Regions from separate parts of the Sus scrofa genome. Here region 2 is linked to region 1. The links are chromatin contacts, called in public Hi-C maps. All regions are on one chromosome and are shown on one strand. Each heading gives the region's core, a stretch centred on a gene start, on an enhancer-like site or on the middle of the called end of the contact. The rest is flanking DNA. Distances are from core to core; before and after follow the strand shown.

Region 1 (3,801 bases), core at 452-2,951:
CCGCAAACTCCCAGTCCATCCCACTACTTCCCCCCTCCCCCTTGGCAAGCACAAGTCTGTTCTCCACGTCTGTGAGTCTGTTTCTGTTTCCACAGCGGGAACTCCAGGGGAGCCTTTTAAAGTATATCATTCTATATATAGTTTCTTGGAAGTTGTAAATATATTGCTTAACCAAAATACTAAATAGAATAAAAATATGTTGAATTAGTGAAAGCTCCATCTAACCCTAAGGAGCGTCTTTTCCCCAATCACAGCCTCGGTTTCCCCAAGGGGCCTGGAGGACCACTGAGGGCCTCCCCATCACGGCTGCCCTCCTTTCCATACAGGTTCTAGGTCTCTGGTCCACTGCCCTGGCCCCAGACCTGACAGAGGGTCAGAAGGGGTCTGCCTCCTGCCAGGTGCCTCCCTCCTCTTAAATCAGGGTCAGGGTCATTAGTGCTTCAGCCCCAGTGCTGCTCCCTGGGGCCACCAAGCCAGAGGGACAGTTCTCCATTTGGTCCTACAGTGAGATGGTGAGCAGGGTCCCACGAAGGGGCCACCCAGGCTCTGTGCTCCACCTGGAAGCCCAGGCCGTGCTTACCTGCTCAGAGGGTCCCCCTGCTGGGTGGGCTGTGGCGGGGTCTGGGGGCTCTTGCCGCACTGCATGCCTCTGCCCCCGCCCCACCCAGGCATGACTCCCCGATTGCACAGATGTTGGAACCCTCCTTCCCAGTTGTAGGCACCTGGCTTCTGTCTGGTGGCTACTGGGGGCCACGTACTTCTGTATATTCCCTCTTTGCATCCTCATCACCATAGTTCCATTTGGCAGATGAGAAAACAGAGACCTAAGGAGGGTTTGGGGCTACAGCAGAGGTGGGGAAGGGCGAAGGAAGCAAGGACAGTTTAAGGAACCTTTCAATGAACTCATCTGGGAGGCAGGACCCCAGGGCCTAAATGGAGGGATGGTGGGTGCTGAGTGTGGTCAGAATACAGGGAGCAGAAAGGTGCAGGCTGACTGAGGCTGCAGAGGTGGGCAGGGTTCCCCCCACCCACCCCCAAGCCTGGCTCAGGGGTTTGGACAGCTCTCTGGCATGAGGCATTTTCAGGTCTGGCCTTGGGGCGTGGGCAGACTGTGTCACAGGGGAGGTGCAGGAGGCTGTGGGATGGGGGCGGGGTGAGGCTTTTGGAGAAATCCATATGACAAGGCCTGGTCTAGGAGGTGGAGGGGATGCAAGAGGAGGGGGAGTCAGCAGGGCTTGTGACTGGTAGATCAGGGAGATGGAGGAGAAGGGGTTATGATAATGATTGGCAGGTATTGGGCACATCTGTGTGTAGCTCAATAGCATGTGTTTTATACTCACTGTTACACTTAATCTTCACAACATCCTGATGCAGTTGTACTATTATTGTCTCCACTTAACAGATGGAGACTGGGGCCCCAAAGGATAGGATCCTTGGCAGAAGTCTCATAGCTAGTCCCTGGGAGTTAATCTTTTCTGGCTGTCGGTTTCCCCTGGGTGCTAAGCTGCTGGTGTCCACCAGGGGGCAGAGAGAAGCCAGACAGTCACACCCACGCCCCATGCCTTCCTGAACTTCCTCTTAGTCTTTCTTTGTGAAGAGATTCCTGTTTCTCACTTTACAACAGGACAAACTGAGGTCAGGGAGGGATAGTGACCCACACAGGTGGCAGAGCTGATCATAAGCAGAAGTGGGGCCAGAGCCCAGGACTCCAGCCTCCCAGGAGCTTTGACCTTGACCCTGGACTCAGGTGACCCTCAGCACCTGCAAGGAGTCATGGTGGGCATGGATTCTAGATCATGGTCCAGGCTCCTTCCCCAGCTGTGAGCTCCACAGGCACCTGCAGTCCCACACAACCCCCGCTGCCCTGCACACAAGGGATCCAGCTGCCTTTCCTGAGCAAGGCTCATCATCACCGAGGCATCACCAAGCTCTTTTTTCAGGGCCACATCCGTGGCAGATGGAGATTCCCAGGCTAGGGGTCAAATTGGAGCTACAGCTGCCAGCCTGCACCAGAGCCATAGCAACACAGGATCTGAGCCACAACTGACCTACACCACAGCTCACGGCAACATCGGATCCTTAACCCACTGAGCGAGGCCAGGGATCGAACCCACACCCTCATGGATCCTAGTCAGGTTCATTAACTGCTGAGCCCTGAAGGGAACTGATCAATCTCTTTTTAAGATGGGGAGAGCACCTCCCTCATATCACCTTGTGAGGATTCCTGGGAAGTGCTGAACACAGAGAAAGTTCTGGAGAAGTGGCGGCCTTATTATTATTGCTGTTGCTATATTTATTATTAGTAGGAAGTTGTCTGGCAACCAAGGGAGGCAGGCGTCATTTTTGCCTATTGTGTAGAAGGGGAGGGGAGGCTCAAAGTCCCGAGGGAGTGAGGGCCGGGGCGAGGGTCCTGGGACCTCAGGCCCTGGCAGCCCCACCTGCTTCAGGAAGGCCTCTTCCTCTGTATGATTCTTTCGCTCATCCATTTGTGCAGATCACACTCTGAGCTGGCCCTGTTGTGGGTACAGGGAGCCATGCCCTGGGCCTATGGTGAATGACAGGGACTAGAATGAGGAGAAACCCTGAGCCCACAGCTCCCTGGTCTGCACCCTGGGCAGGGAGCTCAGGGGCCTGGAAGCCAGGCCTGAGGGTGCCACCTCGGTGCCACCTCTGCCTGCTCTTCCACCCAGACTCACAGACTGGAGGTCAGCGCATCTCCTGCCCCCAGAATAGCCTCAAGGCTACCGACAGAGCTGGGAGCTCCTTCATCCAGGAGCTGCTCCAGGGCCAGAGGGTGCTGCCTGGGAAGAAGGCTCCTACTAAGGGCGTTGGGAACTTTTTCTAGGGGACCCCTCCTGAGTTCTTGCCCTGCTGTCTAAAGTTGGCTGGACCAGCAAAGAGGGACCACCTCTGGAATGATCTCCTTTTGCCCAGCCAGGGGCATATTCAGGTCAGGGGAAGACGGTTTGGTCTGGGGTCATGGTTCAGGAATGAGCCTCAGAGGCGTTGTCCCTGAATAAGACAGTGCAGGCTGGGTCTGCACAGGCTCACACAAATGAGATGCAAGTAGGGGTTGAAGTCCAGCTCCTTGCCCTGCTCCACTCAGCACTGCTGGGGGCCCAGGAGGGAGCTGTGTCCACCTGGAGGAAGCAGCTTCTTTTTCTGAATCATCATAAGCACCACATGGGCTGGCAGTGGCCCTGATGGCAGCAGTCACTAGAGCACATGCTTGGGGCAAGTCTTGATGCTGGCCTGGGGCTCTGGGCCAGGCCCCATCTGAATAGAAAGAGCAGCAGTGAGGTGGTCCCTTGCCCAAATCTATGCTCCCAAAGTCCTGCTCACAGCAGGAGGGAAGGAAGGAGGAAGGAATGGGTTATAGGCTGGCTGACCCCTCAAGGGCCGGACCTCCCTCCCTCTAAGGAACTTCTAGTGCTTTGCTCAAGATACACCCAACAAGGGAGTTTCCGTCGTGGTGCAGCAGAAACGAATTCGACTAGGAACCAAGAGGTTGCAGGTGTGATCCCTGGCCTTGCTCAGTGGGTTAAGGATCCGGCGATGCCATGAGCTGTGGTGTAGGTAGCAGACGCAGCTCGGATCCTGTGTTGTGGCTGTGGTGTATGCTGGCAGCTGTAGCTCCGATTCGACCCCTAGCCTGGGAACCTCTATGTGCTGCGGGTGCAGCCCTAAAAAAAAAGCAAAAAGAAAAGATACATCTGACAAAAACCACACCACTGCCCTTGGGGTCCAGAGTCTTTCCCACTATTCACTCACTTGGGCTCCTAAGTCCAGATTTACTCCCCC
Region 2 (3,683 bases), core at 525-3,024, 69 kb after region 1:
TTTTGTCTTGTGGACCTTGCAGAAAATAATACCTATCATATTTTTAGCACTTACTACATGCCTGAAATTATATTAAGTACTTCGCATATTTATTAATCTTGTTTAATCATCACAGTAAGATTACGTTGTTGATCTTATTTTTCCTATTTTACAGAAGAAACAAAGACACAAAGAGGTCAGGCTGAAGTTGCATATCTTTAAAAGACATGGCTGGGATTTGAGCTAAAGCCTGTCTCTCAAAGCCAGCACAAAGTAGGAACTCCCACTATAGTATAATAGGATCGATGGGTCTCTGCAGTACTAGGACTCGGGTCTGATCCCCAGCCCAGCACAGTGAGCTAAAGGATGCAGCATGGCCCCAGCTGCGGCATAGGTCACAAACTGTGGCATGGACTTGATCACTGGCCTGAAAACTCCATATACCAAGGAGCAGCCAAAAAAGAAAAGAAAAAAGTAGAAGTTGCACAAAGTAGGGGTTTCGAAAAAATATTTGTTGAATTATCCTAATCATCTGAAGTGTGCTGACGGCTGTGCCCCCAAACGAATTAATGAGAGTAGAAACCATGCCTGGAGGCTTATGGGGTACAGTGGGAAGAAGGACTGCCCCTCCTGTTGAGTACCTATCATGTGTTAGGTTCAGCACCAGGCATTTCCCGTTAAGCATCTCATTTACTCTGTGAAAACTCTTAACTAAATTCTCTTCAACAAACAGTGCTTGTAATTCCTCCATCAGATATTTACCTCAAATGTCACCCACCCTCAACTGGAGCACAAATGCTGCCAAGTGTTATGTGTACTACACTCCTTCTGGGCCTCCCTGTGGCTCAAGGAAGAGGGCAAAACCTCCTGACTCCCATCAGTCAGTAAGTTAATAATCTCAGTTGCAACACGCATTTATCGAACTCCTGGCTTTTTTCAGGACAGGCCGCCTTGCTCCTCATTCTAACTCGCGTGATCTCACTTATGAAGCATTACAGCCCTGTGAGGTAGGTGGCATTTTCTCCACTTCACAGATACAGAACGTCCCCAAACCATGGTTAACAATGTTTACGTCACGTGGGCGAAGGCAGATTCAGGACGAGAATCCAGGTCTCCGGACTATCGACCCTGCTCCATTCCCTCAGCAGAGACTCGTAGATAGTAACTGATTTATCCTGGGAACTCTAAATGGCAAAAGCTCAGGAATAACTTTCATTCAAAAAGTTATTTACTGGACGCCTATATGTCAACCTTGTAGGTTCACATGCCATCTCCGCCACGTATTCGCTACGTGACGTGGAGATAATTGTTTTCACCTCTCTAGGTGAATTCCCGCATCCGTAAATGGAGATGATAATATAACCTACAACCAACAGCAATGTCGTGAGAAAGTAAATGGGATGATGGACGTGAAACACCTGGCACGACGTCTGGCACAGAGTGGGCGTCTGGTCATTTTGGGCGTCCTTCACCCACCCCGCCGCCCCACAAGCCTCGGGGTTCACCCCCTACCACCCAAGCGCCAGGGTATCCATTCGGCCAGAGGCCGGCACGCGGCCTCCGATTGCACAGGCCGGGGACAGCCGCACTGTCATACCTGCATAGAGTCAGCGCTGATGATCTCGCCGCCAAGTCGCTGGCCTAGCTGTAGCGCTAGGGTAGATTTGCCCGTCCCTGTGGCCCCGAGAATCACTACAAGAGGGAGCGTTCGTTTCAGGTCCCGGAGCCCCGGGCCCACAGACACTGCTCGTGCAGCCGCCACAGCCGCCATCTTAGAGACGTCTGCGCTTGCGCTGGAGCAGCTGTCCCCATGGCAACCATTAATGCGCAGGCGCGGACCTCAGGTACCGTAGGGAGGGTGACTAGCGAAGGGGACAAACTTCCAAGCTCGGAAGCTCCCGATGTGACTGCTATCAACGAACTGCTGGAGTTCCCGTCGTGGCGCAGTGGTTAACGAATCTGACTAGGAACCATGAGGTTGCAGGTTCCATCCCCGGTCTTGCTCAGTGGGTTAAGGATCCGGCGTTGCCATGAGCTGTGCTGTAGGTCACAGACACGGCTTGGATCCCATGTTGCTGTGGCTCTGGTGTAGGCCGGCAGCTACAGCTCCGATTAGACCCCTAGCCTGGGAACCTCCATATGCCGTGGGAGCGGCCCTACAAAAGCCAAAAAAAAAAAAAAAAAAAAGCCCTAATTAAAAAAAAAAAAATCTTTAAAAAAAAAAAAAAAAAACGAACTGCTGTGAGAACAACTACTTCGTCTTTTAAGTGGGGGATGTTAGTCGTATCTAAAATAGATCTATTTTTATGCTTTTTTCACGGCACCCAGTTCTTTTTCTTCACAGGACTGCTTACAGTATGAAATTTACACAGACCTCTTGTCTATTGTCTGACTTTCACTCCAGACTGTCCTATAAAGGCAAGGAACAGATTCTGCCTAGGTCATTGCTGTATCTCCAGTGCTTCGCGCAGTACCTGATACGCAATAGACACCCAACAATTTTTAATGGAGAAGAGAATGGCTTGTCTACCTAGTGCTAAAGCCAATGAGCTCAGAGGTGTGGCGTTCTCCAGGATTGGATCTGCCTAGTTCTCAGGCAAGGGCGGCTGCTCTAATGTTTTCACCCCAAACTCAAGCTCAGACACAATCGGAGGGCAGAATAAAATTTTGCATCTCTTTGGTAAAAGGAGAAAAGAGATGGGGTGAAAACAGAGAAAGAACAAGCATGTGAACAACCCACAAGGAGTTCTTCTGTGGTACAGCAGGTTAAAGACACATTCTTGTCACTGCAGCAGCTTTGGTCACTGCTGTGACTTGGGTTCGAGCCCTGCCCGAGAACTTCTGAGTGTCTCGGGGTGACAGAAAGAAAGGAAGGGAGGAAGGAAGGGAGGAAGGAAAGAAAGGGCTTTAGAATCAGATGAACCTAGGTTCTAATCCCAACACTGCCACTTATCAGCTGCATGACTTCACACAATTAGCTTCACCTCTTAGCCTCAGTTTTCTCATTGTTAAATACCTCTCGGATTGCCATAAGGACAAAATGAAGTAATGTCTGAAAAGTGCTTGCTACAATGCCCTGGCACATAATAACCACCATTTGTTGAACACTTTGTATTATTATAATAGTAACACCCCATCTGCCACACTAAAGAGGTAAGGGCAGCAGCCTAAAGGCATAGAAATGTTCAGTAACGTGTGAAAAGTGCCTAAATACCTTTTCTACTAACCCCTTGTTAGCCAATTTAAGAGTTCTAATTGCTTTCTCTCTGAGATTACTACTTGGCTCTGCCTAGCTCTCAAGTCCCATCACCCTTGGGTGGAAGGAATCACTCCTGAATGTTTACAGTATATGACAGACCTGCCTGGAATGATTGCCAATAAATACATTTCTCAAACGTTTGGATCACCATTGGCGTAATGGCCACTTTTGCAGACCCAGCCTAAACCTTGTAGTCCCATGTATCCCAGGGTCCTCCTTTTCTCAATCCAGCCTGCTTTGATCAAAAGCCTTGTTCTCTCCAATTTGTGGTAACCGCCTGGGGCTAGTTTTAAAATCGAGATGTGTGGCCACATATTGGCAGACACTCTCACATGATGGTTGTTAACTGTAGAGCCTTTGCCTGGAGATTTTCCGAGGGTATGGTTACCATGACAACCACCAGACAGAAGGCAGGCTGGAGAAATGATGCAAATAAAGCAAAAGG

The links. Hi-C and Micro-C count contacts between places; a contact is called where the count stands out from the background.
Region 2: a Hi-C map of retroperitoneal adipose tissue shows a contact between it and region 1, with 1.9 times the contacts expected there. The contact joins the promoter of TRIT1 here to the enhancer-like site in region 1. A contact is called at or near these places in 6 of 47 Hi-C or Micro-C datasets (fetal heart ventricle, fetal skeletal muscle, liver and 2 more) and 1 of 2 datasets of contacts at active chromatin or transcription factors (alveolar macrophages).

The regions. Positions count from the first base shown.
Region 1 is chr6:95,612,995-95,616,795 of Sscrofa11.1, forward strand. No RefSeq gene overlaps it. Among named protein-coding and RNA genes, the nearest start is that of BMP8B, 16 kb to the left of the region's middle. Within about 2 kb of position 1,702, at least 9 of the 83 cell types and tissues checked have an H3K27ac peak or open chromatin away from gene starts, as enhancers often do. A contact at or near this core is called in retroperitoneal adipose tissue, where this site is marked.
Region 2 is chr6:95,682,043-95,685,725 of Sscrofa11.1, forward strand. TRIT1 (tRNA dimethylallyltransferase, mitochondrial) reads right to left here and starts at 1,775. Exons shown (of 9, transcript XM_021095994.1): 1 at 1,577-1,775. The coding sequence starts at 1,750.